2 separate regions of the Sus scrofa genome follow, and region 1 is linked to region 2. A link is a contact called in public promoter capture Hi-C data. All regions are on one chromosome and are shown on one strand. Each heading gives the region's core, a stretch centred on a gene start, on an enhancer-like site or on the middle of the called end of the contact. The rest is flanking DNA. Distances are from core to core; before and after follow the strand shown.

Evidence for each region. Promoter capture Hi-C pulls out the DNA fragments that hold promoters and counts their contacts.
Region 1: a contact with region 2 is called in a promoter capture Hi-C map of liver, with 4 times the contacts expected there. The contact joins the promoter of FTH1 here to the promoter of FADS3 in region 2. A contact is called at or near these places in 2 of 5 promoter capture datasets (fetal liver and liver), 5 of 47 Hi-C or Micro-C datasets (adipose tissue, embryonic fibroblasts, fetal liver and 2 more) and 1 of 2 datasets of contacts at active chromatin or transcription factors (skeletal muscle).

What each region holds. Positions count from the first base shown.
Region 1 is chr2:9,533,088-9,536,596 of Sscrofa11.1, reverse strand. FTH1 (ferritin heavy chain 1) reads right to left here and starts at 1,427. Exons shown (of 5, transcript NM_213975.1): 1 at 1,349-1,427; 2 at 1,143-1,281. The coding sequence starts at 1,256.
Region 2 is chr2:9,605,362-9,609,203 of Sscrofa11.1, reverse strand. FADS3 (fatty acid desaturase 3) reads right to left here and starts at 1,532. Exons shown (of 12, transcript NM_001206434.1): 1 at 1,147-1,532. The coding sequence starts at 1,353.

The DNA.
Region 1 (3,509 bases), core at 178-2,677, 73 kb after region 2:
CCCAACGCTCCAGACACACCGCCAACCCCATCGCGCCACAGCAGGAACTCCAAAGTTAAATTCTTACAGCCAGTGTCACATCTGGTCGAAGAGAGGAAAGTGGAGTATTTACTCCGCACTATTAGTGCTTCCTCCTTCTCCCTCCTTGATTAATCCATGTTAAAACATGAACTTGCCAGCTTACAGCCAGACCGATGCATTTCTAAAAGTACCCCACTAGGGAAGTAGACGGCTGTGGGCAACAATGTATATAAAGGCATAACAGTAGAAAGCAAAACTGGGTTCTTTTAGACCCTTGCTGGGTGTTCCTGAAATGGAAGGGCAGTCATAGAAATCCAGGCCAGTTCCAAACCCATCTGGTACCTGCCTATTCTTGGATGGTTTACGTAATGGTCAGACAATTCTACAACTCCTACCACACCGCCTAAAACCAGGAATTTGGAAAACTGACCCCTCTATGGAAAAAATGCCGGCCCTGTAACTGTGGATGGACTTTATCCAAGAACGAAGGGTTCGATTAGGCCCCAACCTTTAGACAAAAAGAATAAAGGAGGAGGTAGTCAGGCGCAAGGACGGGTGACTAAGACAACTGTGGCGGAAGGAGAGATTTCTAGAGATGTGCTTCAATTCAAGTGGGACTTGGCGATAAGCAGAGCAAACGGGTGGAGACGGCTGTTCGGGTGGTCAGCCCACTGGAGATAAAGCACTTCACACCAGCCCCCAGGGCTGCTATTCGACACCATTACCCAGCAGGCTCCGCCGTATTCTGGGGGATGGGAGCAGGACCTCTTCGCCTCCGCCCAGGATCACGTGATCGGATGCAGAGGACGGAATGGAAATGCGAAAATCCACCTTCCTAACTGCAGGATGGTACTGGCAGCAAGCGCGGCAAGGAAAAAAAAGGGGGAGGGGGGAGGGGGGTGGGCGGGCAGAGGCAGTCGGCCTACAAAGGGGCACTCCCAGGGGTCAGTCGGAAAGGGCCGACTCCTCGGAATTTCTGCGAAGTCCTGGGGGACCCGGAGCAGCCTCCATTTTCCAGAACCGCGCAGAGGCGGGAGGCGGGAGGCCCCGCCCGCTAGCCACACCCCGCCCCGCCGCCTCCGAGGCCGAGCCCGCCCCCCGCCGGCCAAGCCTGCGCTTACCATGGACAGGTAGACGTAGGAGGCATAGAGCTCCAGGTTGATCTGGCGGTTGATGGCCGCCTCCGAGTCCTGGTGGTAGTTCTGGCGCACCTGCGAGGAGCACGAGGTCGTCATGGCGGGAGGCTGAGGAGCGGTGGTGGCGGCAGCGGCGCGGGAGCGGTGGCGGTGGCCTTGGGGCGGTCCGAGGGCGCTGTGAAGAGGTGGCGAGGGCTGGCTCTGAGCGGCCGGCCGGGGCGGGTGACGAGCGCCGGGTTCCGTCCAAGCACTGTTGAAGCAGGAAACCGCAGCGACTCTCCGCGAAGACTGTGGCGCAGGTAGCGCTGGCCCGGCTCTTATATCGGCATCGGCCGTCCGCCCCGCCGCGGCCAATCACGCCGCCTGCCCGCCGCGCGGAGCCCCGCCCCTTCCGGTGGGTGCGGGCGGGGGTGGGGGGAGGCGCACTGGGATGGTGGGGGAGGGGAGGGAAGGGGTGGGGTGGCGAAGCCTGGGAGTCTTGGAACCCCGTCCCGCGCAGACGCCTTGAGGTGCGTTTCGTGGGATGAGAGAGACGACCTGAGCAAGGGCAGGAAGTCCAGCTCGGGGCTGTGACTCTATGACTCTCGGGGCTCTGACAGCCTGGGTTTTGCAACCGACGGGAAACCTTCCCTGGGGCGTCGAGGCTCTTGCAAGAGCCCAAGCGGGCACCCCGAGACTTATGGCCAAGGTCATGTTAAAAATCAGAGCGGTAGAGCTGCAGTTGCCACACTCCGAGGTGCCTGGTAATGCAAATAGGGAACCCGGAGAGTGAACGTGGGCCCGGAGTGAGGCAGAGGTCGGGCGGGGAAAGGGCCCTCTTTCAATTCCTCAAAACCTAGGAAGGGGCCCAAAGCAGGTGGGGTCGGGCCTCCTCCAGCTCTGGTGGCCCGGTCCGGCTTTGGCCGAAAGTGTACGTGGCTCCTCGTGCAGTTGCTACAACAAAGGCTGGGCGGGTCGTGTTTCCCCGAAAGACTGCCTTCCCGAGGGAGTCGTGAGCCACCAGGGTTCTGAGAAAATCGGCCGGTAGCTTACAACTCAGAGACCAAGGGGGTTAGAAAAGGAGGAAAGAAGCTGCTTGAATCTGAAAAGGATGCTGTGAGGCCATTTTGAAATGGCCGATCAAGCCCCAGGAGCTTCAGGCTCAGGCGGTTCTACAGGGAGCCACCCCCTGGGTTGTCCTTGGAGAGAAGCTGAAGGCGCGGAACATGAAGGACAGATGCCAGAGAACGTGGAGTGGCTGGGGCACTGTGTGTGGCTTGCAGCAGTGTCCCTGGCACTGAGTGGGTGCGAATTCGTGGGTGGCAGAACTGGAGCTAGGCAGACCCAATCTGCTGCCCCCAGGGTCCACGATTCTTAATCAGGCCCTTCAACACGTGGGTAGGGGACCTACCCAAGACCCTTTTCAGGATATTCACAAATGTCCAACTGTAAGCTGTACTTCTAAAAGCTTTACAACAAAAAATTAAAGGAACTTTACTAAAATAGGAAAACAAGTTGCTGGTGGAATTACAGCGATTTCTCTTGGGTCTTTATTCATTTCAAATGTACATATGTTACTTAAGGAAAAAAAATTTTAATGGGGCTAGGGCTGCAGACAAGAAATTAAGAAGGATGATGGGTGAATACCAAGGGTGCCTTACCCAGTCTGGGATAGGAGTTCAAGGAAGGCTGCCCTAAAGAGAGTGACATTTGAGGAGTTCCCGTTTTGGTGCAATGGCTAACGAATCCGACTAGGAACCATGAGGTTGTGGGTTCAATCCTTGGCCTTGCTCAGTGGGTTAAGGATCTGGTTTTGCCATGAGCCATGGTCTAGTTTGCAAATGCGGCTCAGATCCCAAGTTGCTGTGGCTGGGGTGTAGGCTGGCGGCTGTAGCTCCGATTGGACCCCTAGCCCGGGAACCTCCACGTGCTGTACGTGTGGCCCTAAAAAGATAGACAGACAGACAGAAAGAAAATGTGTTGGCCTGAAACTACAGTCCCTATTGGAGAAGTCTGGAAGGGTAGCATGCGGCAAGATCAGGAAGGGTTGGGGGCCCAAAAAAGGGGTTTAACTTTATCCTGAACATGGAAGCTCTAAAGAATATCTAGGAGTTCTCTTGTGGCACAGCAGGTTAAGGACCTGGTGTTGTCACTGCTGTGGCGTGGGTTGGATCCCTGGCCCTGGAACTTCCACAGGCAACAGGCATGGCCAAAAGGAAAAAAGAGACAAGGAAAGAAAGGATTTCTAGCTGGAGAAATACTATGTTTTGTTTTTAGAAACCTTACACTGAATCAACAGAAAAACTTTTGGGATAAGATTATGACAGAGTCACCAGATGCAAAGTTTTCCTATGTAACAGTAACTAGAAGTTA
Region 2 (3,842 bases), core at 283-2,782:
TAGCCACGCACGCAGATATGCTTAGCATCTGCCACCCGTACAGGCCCGAACATGGTCACCAGCCCACGGTCCGCTCCGACTGCCTGGGCCCTGAGCTCCACGCACAAGGCTTTCTCTGTCAGGATCTAGAGCTTCGGGAGGCTTCTGACCCCAACCTTTCAGGCGCCAACTCATGGCAGAAGGTCCTGGTACCAGGGACACGGACCCTCCTGGGATGGGACCCAATTTCTTTTGCTTCCTACAGTTCCACCCGTTAGGGATTCATCCCCTGGAATCTCGAAGACCTTCTTCTTGGTACCCAGTGGGACCGACCTAGGATTCTGGATGGTCAAGGCCAGTGTATCCTGGCCCTGAGTCCTACTGTCTAGGTGGGGAACGGTGGGAAAAGGGGCTGATGAGGAGTCACGTCCTGAGAGCTGCTCTGCCAGATGTCCCCCTGGACAGGCCACATTCCTCCTTGACCATGACATGTCTAGACATGGCTGGAAAGGGGAAGTTGGGGTCTACAGGGGCCACCCTGTTCCTGGGATGACTGGGCCTTCCCAAAGAGGCCCACCCAGCCTGACTGGCAAAATTCTCCCACATGCAGCGGCCAGCCCAGGAGAGGTGAGTCACCGCCCCTCACGGCCATTTACAGCAGCTTTTGGGAAAGCCACAGACCTTGAGGCCCTGCCCAAGCTTTGCTGCCCAGCCTCTAGCCTCTGATGGCACATCCCTGCCAGCCTCCGGGGAACCCGCCCTACCTCTGGCATCCAGCAAGCATCCAGCATGAGGAACCTGGTCTGGGGGCACCCAGAACCGAGAGGAGGAACCTCAGAGCATCAGGGAAGACCCTCACCTGGGGCATCAAGCTCTTTCTGCCATGACACACCCACCTCCGAGAGCCCCTTCCTCCCACACAGATGTGCTCCAGCCCAGCCCTGGTCCACGGCCCGGCGTGCGGCTTCTCCATGCTGGGAAGTGGCCTCGTTACTCCCCATCAGGCCCCGGCTCGTCCATCCCACATCTGGGTCCCCGGCCGGGAGGTCAAAGGTCAGCGAGAGCAGGGGGGAATGCTAAGACCCCGCGGGTGGAGCAGGACACGGTGCCCACGACCAGGCCCCACCGAGCGCCAGACTCCGCCCCGCCCGCGGTGGGCGGCCTTACCGTGGCATCCTCCGCGCCGTGGTGACCGATGAGGCGGCTGCCCCCCGGATGCCGCTGTGCCCAGCGGCTGATGTCGTAGACGCGACGCTCGATGACCAGCCACTTGTCGCCCGGCAGGTTGTGCGGGCGGATCTGCTCCCAGCGGAAGGTGGGCAGCGGCGCCCCCAGCTGCGCGGGTCTCCCGCCGGGCTCCCCGACGCCGCCCATGGCTGCGTGCAAAAGTCCTGGCGATCCCGGGACCCCGCCGAGGCCCAAGCGAGACCCCGAGGGGAGCGAGGTCGCGTTCCGGGACTTCCTCCGCCGCCACCCGCTGCTCCGCGGCCCCGCCCTGCCGCTGCGGCCGCCGTACGAGCGTGCGCCTGCCCGGCTCTCCGCGGGCAACTTTTCCTGCCCTTATAACCGCGCTGACAGCGCTCGCCTCGCCCCCTCCCCGCGCCCCGGCCCCCGCGCCGCCGCCGCCGCCGCCGGCCGCGCGCCTGCCCCAATCCCCGCGCAGCGACTCGACCCCCATTGGCTGCGCCGCGTTCCGGCGGGGCGGGCGGGGAGGGCGGCGTCGAGGCGGGCGCTCCCCGCCCGCGAGGCACCGCGGCCACCACGCCCCGGCCGGTGGGGGGCACGGTCCGCAACCCGGCTCGCGCCCGGCGGGGCGGGGCGGGGTCAGAAGGATGAAAAGCCCACGCCGCTGTGCCGGTGCCGGCCGCGCCCGCCCGCTGCGGGCCCAGAGTCTGCAAATGATGGGCGTGCCGCCGCGCCTCCGACAACGTTACATTCTGAGCGCACGGGGGAGGTGGGGACACTACCTCGGGGTGACCGTCACCAGCTCTCAGACCATGCGTCCCCAGCATCGGCACAGCGAGCTTGCCCCGTCGGGGCTGAGGTTATTGGCCTGACCGCCCCCACCCCCGGGGGACTGTGTGGAGGTCGGTGGTCTTCCTGCGGTCAGGACTGCAGGGCTGAGGATGAGGCGGGGTGGCCCGTGGGGCGAAAGGGGAGCAGGGGCAGGGGAGTGGGGTGCCGCCGTTCACCAGATGACGATGCTGGGCTGGCTGGCTTGCTCCTGATAGTACCCTCCCCTATTTTGTCCTAAAATCCTTTTGAGAGTGTCGGTTGCTCCCCTACCCTTGTTTTTGAGACAAAGATACCTGTTCCTAAAAATTAAGAATTCACAGCCAACATGGAATGAAATCAGGCTATGGTTATGCTACAGGGCAGCAGGTGTCAAGCTGGATTGAACATCAGAATCAAGACTTTAGGGCCTGTGAGGACACAGACTACTAGACTCACGCCCAGATGGCACTCAGCCAGCAGGTTTGCTTTGGGGGGCATGAAGAATGGCGTTTTGTTTTTGTTTTGTTTTTTCCTGCACCCAGTGTCATGTGGAAGTTCCCAGGCCAGGGATAGTACTTGAGCCACGGCAGTGACAATGCCAGATCCTTTTGTCCCTAGGCCACCAGGGTACTCCAAGATTGCATTCTGGCAAGTTCCCAGGTGATGCTGATGGGGTGAGGCGGATGTGCCGGCCTGGGGAACACAATTTGAGAAACCTAAGTATCGTTTTCTGATGTGCTAACATTTGTATCTTGGTTTAACAACTTGCAGGACATCATTGTCACTAACATTCATGGGACAGGTGGGCTGGGGACCAAAGAACTGAGGGGGGCCTCTGGGTTCTCCTTGGTACCAGGAGTACCTGCATCCAATTGCCAGGACAACAAATAAGGCCTTGTCATCACAACTGTGGGCTGCCTGAGCCCCCTCCCTGAGCATGTGGGAGGGGGTAGAGGAGTGTGGCTGAGGTGACCACAGAGGCCCTGCCCTCACCCCATCTTCAGCAGCCCTCAGTGGTCAGCTGCTGACCTTTGACCCCTTCCCTGGGCCCTGGCCAGATCTCAGTTCACGGGAGATGGCGGGGAATTGGGGGGGTTAGAACCTCCACCTGCCCCAGCTGCCCCCAGAGAGATGAGGAAGATGAAGCCCCCCCACCCCCACCCCCCGGATCCCCTGGGAGGTAAAGCAAGGACAGGGCTCAGGAGCCGGCCACTGCCTCCAGCTCCTTCATCCCGACAGGCAGAGAGAGGTGGCTGAGCCCTCCTGCCACCTGGAGTTGAGTTGCTGTAAAACTGTCTCCCCAGAGCCCAACCAATAGCGCCTGCAGGTCTCTGCCAGTCTCAGGGCCTTTCGGCGCTCCTTCGGGCTTCAAACCAGTGGGTCTGGCAACTTTCCTGGAGTCAGAGGCCCTGGGGAACTGGCAATTCCACTGGCTCCAAACCCCAATCAGGGCAGGGAGGCCTCTCAGGCTATTTGGATAGAGAGAGGTACCACTTGACATTCCTGAGCTGCCATGAGGCCACTGTCAGGGCCTTGGGTTTAGGCAGGGGGAGGGGGAGAGAGTATCTAAAAGGCAAGGGAGGGTCTGGCCAGTTGGAGCATTTGGGGGGGGGCAAGAGGTTTAAGGAGAGCCCCCAGCCTCTGCTGGCTTCCCCGCCCCCCCTGAACTGCGACACAGGCCTCTCAGACACGTTGACGTTTCCACCCCCTTTGGTGCTGCCAGCCACTGTCCTGGAGCCAAATGATGCTGGTATAGGCCAGTGGGGCTTGGCTTAGTGGAGTGGGGGCAGCAGTGGCCCGGTCTGGCAAATCTCCGAAAAAGCTCTGGGCCTACCCAGAAAGAGCAATCACAAAGCCCAGACGGGGAG